3 separate regions of the Zea mays genome follow, and all the other regions are linked to region 3. Evidence: chromatin contacts called from public Hi-C data. All regions are on one chromosome and are shown on one strand. Each heading gives the region's core, a stretch centred on a gene start, on an enhancer-like site or on the middle of the called end of the contact. The rest is flanking DNA. Distances are from core to core; before and after follow the strand shown. Region 1 overlaps LOC100384763. Region 2 holds the start of LOC100277329. Region 3 holds the start of LOC103635086 (ATP-citrate synthase beta chain protein 1).

Evidence for each region. A called contact is a pair of places that touch in the nucleus more often than the background predicts.
Region 1: a contact with region 3 is called in a Hi-C map of endosperm, with 3 times the contacts expected there. The contact joins the enhancer-like site here to the promoter of LOC103635086 in region 3. A contact is called at or near these places in 17 of 25 Hi-C or Micro-C datasets (bundle sheath, ear, endosperm and 4 more) and 2 of 3 datasets of contacts at active chromatin or transcription factors (leaf and seedling).
Region 2: a contact with region 3 is called in a Hi-C map of endosperm, with 4 times the contacts expected there. The contact joins the promoter of LOC100277329 here to the promoter of LOC103635086 in region 3. A contact is called at or near these places in 6 of 25 Hi-C or Micro-C datasets (ear, endosperm, leaf and 2 more).

Annotation. Positions count from the first base shown.
Region 1 is chr8:38,245,896-38,248,595 of Zm-B73-REFERENCE-NAM-5.0, forward strand. It overlaps LOC100384763, which reads left to right. Exons shown (of 27, transcript NM_001362469.1): 24 at 1,738-1,966; 25 at 2,092-2,448. Among protein-coding and RNA genes, the nearest start is that of LOC100384763, 17 kb to the left of the region's middle. Within about 2 kb of position 1,251, at least 2 of the 20 cell types and tissues checked have an H3K27ac peak or open chromatin away from gene starts, as enhancers often do. A contact at or near this core is called in endosperm and root tip, where this site is marked.
Region 2 is chr8:38,660,634-38,663,333 of Zm-B73-REFERENCE-NAM-5.0, forward strand. LOC100277329 reads right to left here and starts at 1,315. Exons shown (of 3, transcript NM_001150924.2): 1 at 1,122-1,315; 2 at 881-1,032. The coding sequence starts at 1,203.
Region 3 is chr8:38,414,662-38,417,361 of Zm-B73-REFERENCE-NAM-5.0, forward strand. It overlaps LOC103635086 (ATP-citrate synthase beta chain protein 1), which reads left to right and starts at 1,450. Exons shown (of 17, transcript XM_020542379.2): 1 at 1,450-1,711.

The sequences.
Region 1 (2,700 bases), core at 1-2,500, 170 kb before region 3:
CTGAACCTCTAGGTGCAGAACCTGTGCCACGACTACGAGCTACCCGTCGTGCACGTAAATTAGCCAACTTCTCTGGAAATTTAACGAAACAATTTTTAGACCGATGAGTGTTCTTCTTGCAATGCTCACAAGGTAGGGAAGAACTCCTTGCTACATAGGACTGCTTAGCAGTAGCCAACAGCCCAACACACTGTGAGAGCTAGAATCGGTAGTAGAAGGCAAGGATTTGAGGCGAGTCTCTTCAGCAATTAGATCAGACAATGCCTTTGCCATTGTGAGAGTATCAGAACTGTGGAGCAGCCGTGCACAAAGAGAGTCATATTCAGCCTAAACCCCCATAACAAATTTTTATGTAAAAGACTTTTCAATAAACTGATTAGTCGGACATGGATTAGTTACATAGGATGGCACCGTAGATATCAAAGAACTCATAGAACGATCAAAAGCAGAATAGGACTCATCGATAGTCATATCATTCTGTTCAATAGCATGTGTTTGCTGCATAATAGTGTGTAAGAAATCACCACTGTCTTGAACAAATCGACCCTTCAAATGAGACCAAATAGCTTTAGCAGTGGTGAACTTGGACATGCTCCTAATCATGGATGGTTTAGTGCTATTAACCATGGCAGCCATCACCTTGCCATCATTGATCTGCCAAGTTTTAACGTCCGCGGCATTGCTACGATCATCACGTAAAGCAGCTGGTCTTCAGTTAAGTGAAAAAGAAAATAGTGGCCAGTCTGAACACAAAAGGCTCACTCTGGGTAGTTCTGACCGTCCAGAATAATGTTAACCACGATTGCATTGACTGACATGATGACAGGCACCAAAAGATAAACCACGCAGCAAAGTGAAGAGAAGACCTGATCCTTTATTCGAAACCCAATTCACTGTTCAAAAGAAGCAGCACCTCTGGTCCTCGAAGCTGCTCGATTGGTTTGGGGCAGATCTGGACAAGCGAAAAGGCAGATCCTGAGCAGGCCAAGCGAGCAGGGGTCCCAACTTGGATGACACAGACTGGAGACGCGACAGATCCCGAGCAGCGACGAGGCGGGCAGATCCCGACCTGGATGGCATGGGTGGCGCGTAGGCTAGGAGGTCCTAGGACGAGGGCGTCGCAGACGGAAGGGTCCGCAAATGACGAGCGCGCACCAGCGGTCCGGTTCGGGGCGTCTGGACAACGGGCGCGGTCCTAGCGGGTCCGATGCGGACGGAGCAGAGGAAGGTTGTGATGGATTGTGGCTGGGGGAAAAATGGGATTTGGTCCTAACCCTATTGTATCATGTTACTAACCTTGATTAGAGGAAGAGCACTTAGTCCTTAGGACTTGGTAGAATATATATAGGCAAAACTATGGGCCATATGGGCCTTAATAGACTCCACAAGGAGACTTTCTTTAAATTATAATTTCTGTACTTATTAAAATATTCCACCATTATGGATTCATAGGAGGATCAATTCTAGCTAGTAGCTACCCAACAACAAAGGTTACTACACCCACATTAGTGTCTGATTGATGATGTTGAATTATGGATACCTTGCTTAACCCATACTATTATTTTATAGTTTTGTTGTATGGTTCCCACATCATGTGCACACAAAACTCTTAATATTCAGTTAGGATAAGGTCCATGCTGGTGCTTGAAAACTACTGCTGTGAATGTGCATTACTAAGTCCTAATTGTGGTCGCTGGCCAATCTTTTGATACTAACTCTGATCATATTTCAATGTAGTGCCATGGGTTCTGTAACACTATTAACTGGCCAACCAAAGGAGGGTGTTTTTGTTGAAGCAAGATCTGAATCCACAGGTTTTTATGAGGAAGCTACCACGGATTCTTTTGGTAGATTTCGTCTTAGAGGACTTGTGCCTGGATCGACTTACTCTATAAGAGTGGCTGCAAAAGATAATCTTCAGTTTGCAGCAGTTGAGCGTGCTTCACCTGAATATTTGTCAGTTAATGTAAGACTAACATAAGCATTGAAGTCCATCGCACATTCTGCTTGCAGCATATCATATTTTCAGTTATGATTTATGAATGAGGAACTTTTTATTGTTTATATGCTTAACAACATTTGCATTTCTAGGTTGGTCATGAAGACATGACTGGTATTGATTTTGTGGTTTTTGAACGCCCCGAAGTAACAATCTTGAGTGGCCATGTGGAAGGAGATGGCATTGATACGTTACATCCGCATCTCTCTGTTGAAATCAGATCAGCAACAGACTCTTCTAGAGTAGAAGCTGTACTTCCTCTTCCTCTTTCATACTACTTTGAAGTCCGAGATTTGCCCAAGGGCAAGCATCTTGTTCAGCTTCGATCTGGCCTTCCATCACATACACATAGGTTTGAATCGGAGTTAGTCGAAGTAGATCTGGAAAAGGATCCCCAAATCCATGTTGGTCCCCTCAAATATAAAACTGAGGAGCGTCATCAAAAGCAGGTAACTTTCCACGACTTGCATGAGCATTGCTGTATTCTGTTGACATCGTAATTTTGCATTCCCAAACTTTAAGAACAGAAAATGCTGCAAGATATCTTTCTCTATGCATCCTAGATTTACAAGTGTAGTAGAAACATATAATTTACCTGAATAGTTTAGTTACGTGGAGCTTGTAATTTTGCTGTGAATTGTTGGGGTAAATGTTATCAATTCACTACTCATTCCTACTGATTTTGGTCTAATGCCTGAATA
Region 2 (2,700 bases), core at 65-2,564, 250 kb after region 3:
TTTAGTATTTTTAACACCAACTAGCCAAAAGGTTTCAATTCTGTGGTGATCTTGGTTGCTCGGTGGCTGTGGAAACATCGCAACGCTTGTGTTTTTGAGAGGGCATCTCCTTGTGTCCACCTCCTGCAGTACATCGATGATGATGCCACTCGTTGGTCTTTTGCTGGTGCTTCTGGTTTGGCAAGGTTCTAGCCTGAGTCCGGTACTCCGGTTGGCAGTAGTAGAAAGATTAAGCTTGTTTTAATGAATCCTTTCTTGTACTCTTGTTTTTTGGCCTCCGTAAGGATTTGTATTTGGACTGTTCTGTTTCTGGTCTATTGTTGGACCATCTTTTCTTCTTAATATAACGATGCACAGTTCTCTTGTGTGTTCGAGAAAAAAACAGCAACCAGCCAAAAAAACAATTCTCTCACAAGAAACATATCCCATTAGCTTCGTTTTTCATTAGAGTTTTTTCAGCTTCTGTGGCCACTAGATAGATGTAGGATATAATAAAACCTAAGGGATACCACCCCAACAAAATAATCACTAGAAATTATGCTTGGCTATTTGTCGTAAAAGCATGTTAAGTTCAACCATAAACATGCAAATTGCATCACATCTTAGGCAACCTAACTATACGAAAAGAAGAAATTTATATGTCAGCAACCCAAAAAACACAGCAGCAAATCTCCTCACTAATATTTGACAAGAACATACAAATTCAGATTGGATGCAACAATACAATATTTGTACAGGAGCATCATAGCCTTATACAGACAAAACACAATCAATCCCAACATTTATGCGACGAAACGCTAAGAAAACAAGTCACCACATCAGCAACTCGCTTGTGGACTATAGACTACAAGTGGCACAAGAGGAGGAATCAAATCCTTACATGCTTGCAGGGGATGCCGAGCTTCTTGAGCCGCAGCGTGCGGGCCTCAAGGAGCCTCTGGAGGTCGCCGCCCACAGCCTCCTCCAGCTTCGCGGCGTGCGCCTCCACCCCTTTCCCGACGCCGTTCAGGAACTCCACCACGCCGACCTTGGCTGCACCCGGGAAGGAAGGATCCGACTCCAGTCACGAAAAGCAAGCAGAAGCAGCACGGGATTTGTTATGGAGGTCGGGGAGGGCGTACCATGGTAGGGCTGGGCGTGGAAAGATCTCGCCTGGCCGGCGAGGAGAAAGCGGCACGCGTGAGAGGCGCACGCGAGAGCCATTTGACGGAGAAAGAAAGAGCCACTCTAGAGACGGGGAGGAGACGTTCTGGCGGGCTGGCGGCGGTGAGAAGGGCGCAGCGCAGCATGCAGAGCTCGTCGCCGTCCGCTTCAATGGAGCGCCTCTCCGCTCTTCGTAGCCTTTCCACGCTGCCCAGTTCGGCCCAACAGGCAATAGACAGCGGCTGTTCTCTCACATATAGCCCAGGTCCAGCTGCAGGCTTGAGGGCTGGCCTGCCATGGACTCGAATCTTCGTTTTCTTTAATGGCAGAAATCTGTTTTTTTGAAATGTTTTCCACCAAGGCACTCCGCACTAGGGCCGAATTTCCTGCTCATTTCTATTCGAAAAGCACCTACTACTCTATAAGGCTGTAAGAGCATCTCTAATAGTTATGTAAATTTAGCACCCTAAAATATAGATTTAAGAAGTTGCTAAATCACTTTAAGTAGTAGAAAAATATGTGCTCCAACAGTTCTCTATTTATTAGTTGCTAATTTTTAAAATTATCCACGTCAACAAAAAAAGTGAGCATGCTTTCTATTTTTAATTGAGCTAGCACATCAACAACCTTCCATAATGTCTTGGAAGTTCGAAGTTGTCGATGGAGACCAGAAGGTCACCGCGACAACGGCATGAAGACAACACATGGCACCGGAGATAGATTTGTGCTCAACGGGACGGTGAGATGACACAAAACAGTGGTCGAAATATGGTTTCACGGTGGATTTAGAACCAACATTGATTTAGGGAGTCCCAACGTGGTTGGTAAATATAGGGATAAATTGGATTTTGTAGCGAGTTTGTAAATTTAAGGACCTGCTTTACATAACTGTTGGAGAAGAGTTTTTCCGGAAAACTTCTTAAATTCATATTTAGGGAGTTGTTTACATAACTATTGGAGATGCTCTAAGACAACGTCCCTGCTGCCCTGCTCTCCGTGGATGGAAGGACGAAATTATAGGGATGCCTCCGCGCCCGCCCCGCCATCCTTGCCCTCGCCTCGCTCTGCATCGATGGAAGGGCGTCGTTCCAGGGATTACCTCCGCGGCAGCCCCCACCATTCTCGCCCCCGTCCGCTCTCCGCCATCCTCGCCCCACCCGCCCCCACCATCCACAGGGCGACACCATGCCCCCGCTCCTCTCCCCTCCGTGCCATCCTCGCTCCGCGCCCGCCCGCACACCCCGCCATCCTTGCCCTCCTACGGGCAGGTCCTCGGCGCCCCTTCCCTTACCCCCATCGTCCCCGCGTATTTGTATCCGGGGTTCGCTCAGGTTGCCTTGCCTCGCCAGGGCCCACAGCGCGGTCAGGGAGCATGGTGGGTGGGGGTAGCGTCGTAGTTCGATGGATTAGGTCTATATGTAGCGTCGTAGTTCCCCAATCTCAATCTTCACCTCTCTTCAGGTCTATGTCGTCTAGACACGCTTTGGGTCGACAACCGGAGCAAACCTATGATCTCTCCTCTCCAGCGGGGTCCCTCCAGAGGGGGGCAAGATCTAG
Region 3 (2,700 bases), core at 200-2,699:
ATATGGAAGCCACCTATTAAAACCATTTCAAAAGACACAGCATATATTTACTTTTATCCATTGCCAAACTCCTTTTTGGGCCTGTTTAGTTTTCTTCTCGGACGAGCCAAGCGTTTTTAGTAGCTAGGTCGACCACATGCCATAGATGGTGTCTGGTTATGATACTCATAAAACCAGGGTGTTGTTTGGTTCACATATTTGTAATGTAATCGGCAACAAATAACGTTAAATCATGTTTGTTTAAGTCTAATCGTAATCGAATATCACACTAAAAATTGATACCAGCCTATTCAATCGTGTTACCACTGGTAATCAAATGTAAACCGTTACCGTTACCATTTACGTTATATTTTGGGAACCAAACAGCACCCAGGTTGCTCAAAGATTTTATTTAGTTACCTATATACAAACATAGTTTGTCCCCACACGACGTGTAAGTACATGCATCGATTTGCACCGTGGGAGCCATCATGCGCTGGAGGAACCAAGAAATTTTTTCATGCCACGGTGCCAGAGAATTGCCTTTGCATTACGTGTAGGGTTGGACACAGGGGCGGACCTACGTTGTGGCCAGTGGGGGCACAGGCCCCCACTCAAATTTCTGGTTCCAATGAACTTTTTATCTTAATTACTGTAGATATAAAAGGCCATTAGATAGTAAGCTTGTATTTAGGCCCTCACTCAGTAGTTGGGCCCCCACTCAGATTTTGGGCTGGGTCCGCCCCTGGTTGGACAAAATGCTCGTGACTTATCGTCTCACTTGATTCGTGGTCGGTTTGTATCGGATCGTTTGGATTTTTCATTAGCTGAGCTAACATTCTAACTTAGTTTGTTAGGGAGTCGAGACAAATTAGCTCGACCTAATTACGTCACAAGGCCCGAGGGTTAAACCATGCATCCAATCACGCATGCATTATATCACCAGAGCTTGGTCTGGCAGGATGCAGAGAACCAAACATTATACGCCTAGTTAATACATACCGCTGCAAGTTTGGAAATGATAAATTCTTTAATGAGCATGCGCATTTTCAAACACGTGCCAGCCTACAACCAAAAGTACATTTGACAAATACGGAGTCCTAAATACTAAGACCAACTCCAGCAGCACTCCGTATGCGGCTCCGTATCCCTTTTTTGCACAACGGAGCACACTATTCATCAGTCCAGCAGTCTCCGCATCCGTCTCCCTAAAACACACGCCCTGTACCTGCACTCCCCTTTTCCACGGTTTCTCTCTCCTCTCCGCAGCTGACTGCATGCGCTCGCGGCTGCTCGCGGGCCCCAGCTGTCATAGACTGCATGCGGAGTGCAAATATGGAGTCTGCTGGAAATGGAGACAGATACGGAGAGGAGAGAGAAACTATTGGCCGTGCTAAATACGGATACGGAGAGGGAGTCTGTTGGAGTTGGCTTTGAAACGACACCCACAGGCCACAAGTCCGTTCCTACGGTTCATGGACCTTGTCCAGACAGTCCTCGCAGCGGAGTGGGGCGGGCGAAGGGCTCGTGGGTAGATGGGCAGCGCGTCGCTCGCCTCGCCTACTCCTCACCGGCCCCGCATCCTCCATTTCTCCACCGCTACTATAAATTCCTCTGCTTCCGCCCAGCTCTGCTCCGCCAGTCCCAGCGACGCACCAGTGATCTCCCGGCGAAATCCCGCTCCCGCGTCCCCCCTCCTCCGGCTGCCTCTGCCGCGCCCCCGCTCCGGAAGGTTCGCAGCTTCAACACCCACAGCATGCACACTCCCCCGCTGCTTCTGCTGTCGTTCTCCCTCTCTGTGGCATTAGGCCGAACGCTCGGCGGCCCGGATCGCTGGGGCCGCGGATCTGAGGATCCGCGTGCGCCGCTGCTGTCGGGATCGCGCGTGGATCTCGCGCCTCGCGTGTGATTTAGTGGGTTCGAGTGGGAATGGGCTGCATGCATGCTGCTTGTGATCTGAATTTGGCCGGGAAATGATCCCATGGCGCGAGTTTGGTCCGATTGCTGCCAGTTGGTGCGAGGAGTCGTAGGGTTTTGTTGGGTACTGATTATTTGGACTTCCCAGTGCGGTTTTTTGTACTGATCTGAGGGGATCTAGCGGTCTGGTAGTGTTGGGTTTGGTGGCTTTGGCAGCGGCAATTAGCGAGGGTTTAAATTTGCCGTGTTCGGGAAGTTAACTTCGATACTCATTCTGGCTTAGTCCGTTGTTAATGATCGTTTGACTCGTTTCCATGTGATGTCTATGATCTCCTGGGAATGGTAACGTTATCACTTAACAATACTGTGGATTTTAACTCAATGACTCGCACGTTATTAGCAAGAAAAAGAAAATGAGATTTGGACAGCAGGAATTGTAGTGATACCAATATTGGACTCGGATGCTCGAGAAACAAAGATTTTTGGATGACTCGGATGTTGTAGCCTATAATTTGCTTGATCTTGGCATTGAAGAATGGTTGAATTAGTGGGGCAATGATGCCAATACAATGTGCTGGTGGGTTGTACTTGAGATCTGATTTTCTGCTACGATTTTGGCTTCTTTATGGTGTCCATTTTGGATGTTGAGCAGTATTCTGTATGTTGTACTTGAGATCCGATTTTTCGCTCTTATTTCATCTCCTTTACGGAATGCTTCTGAATATTGAGCAGTATTCTGCGGGTTGTCAACCTTCCTGTTTTATTTGGTGTACAGTGGATTTGGGAAGACAAGCTCACACCTGG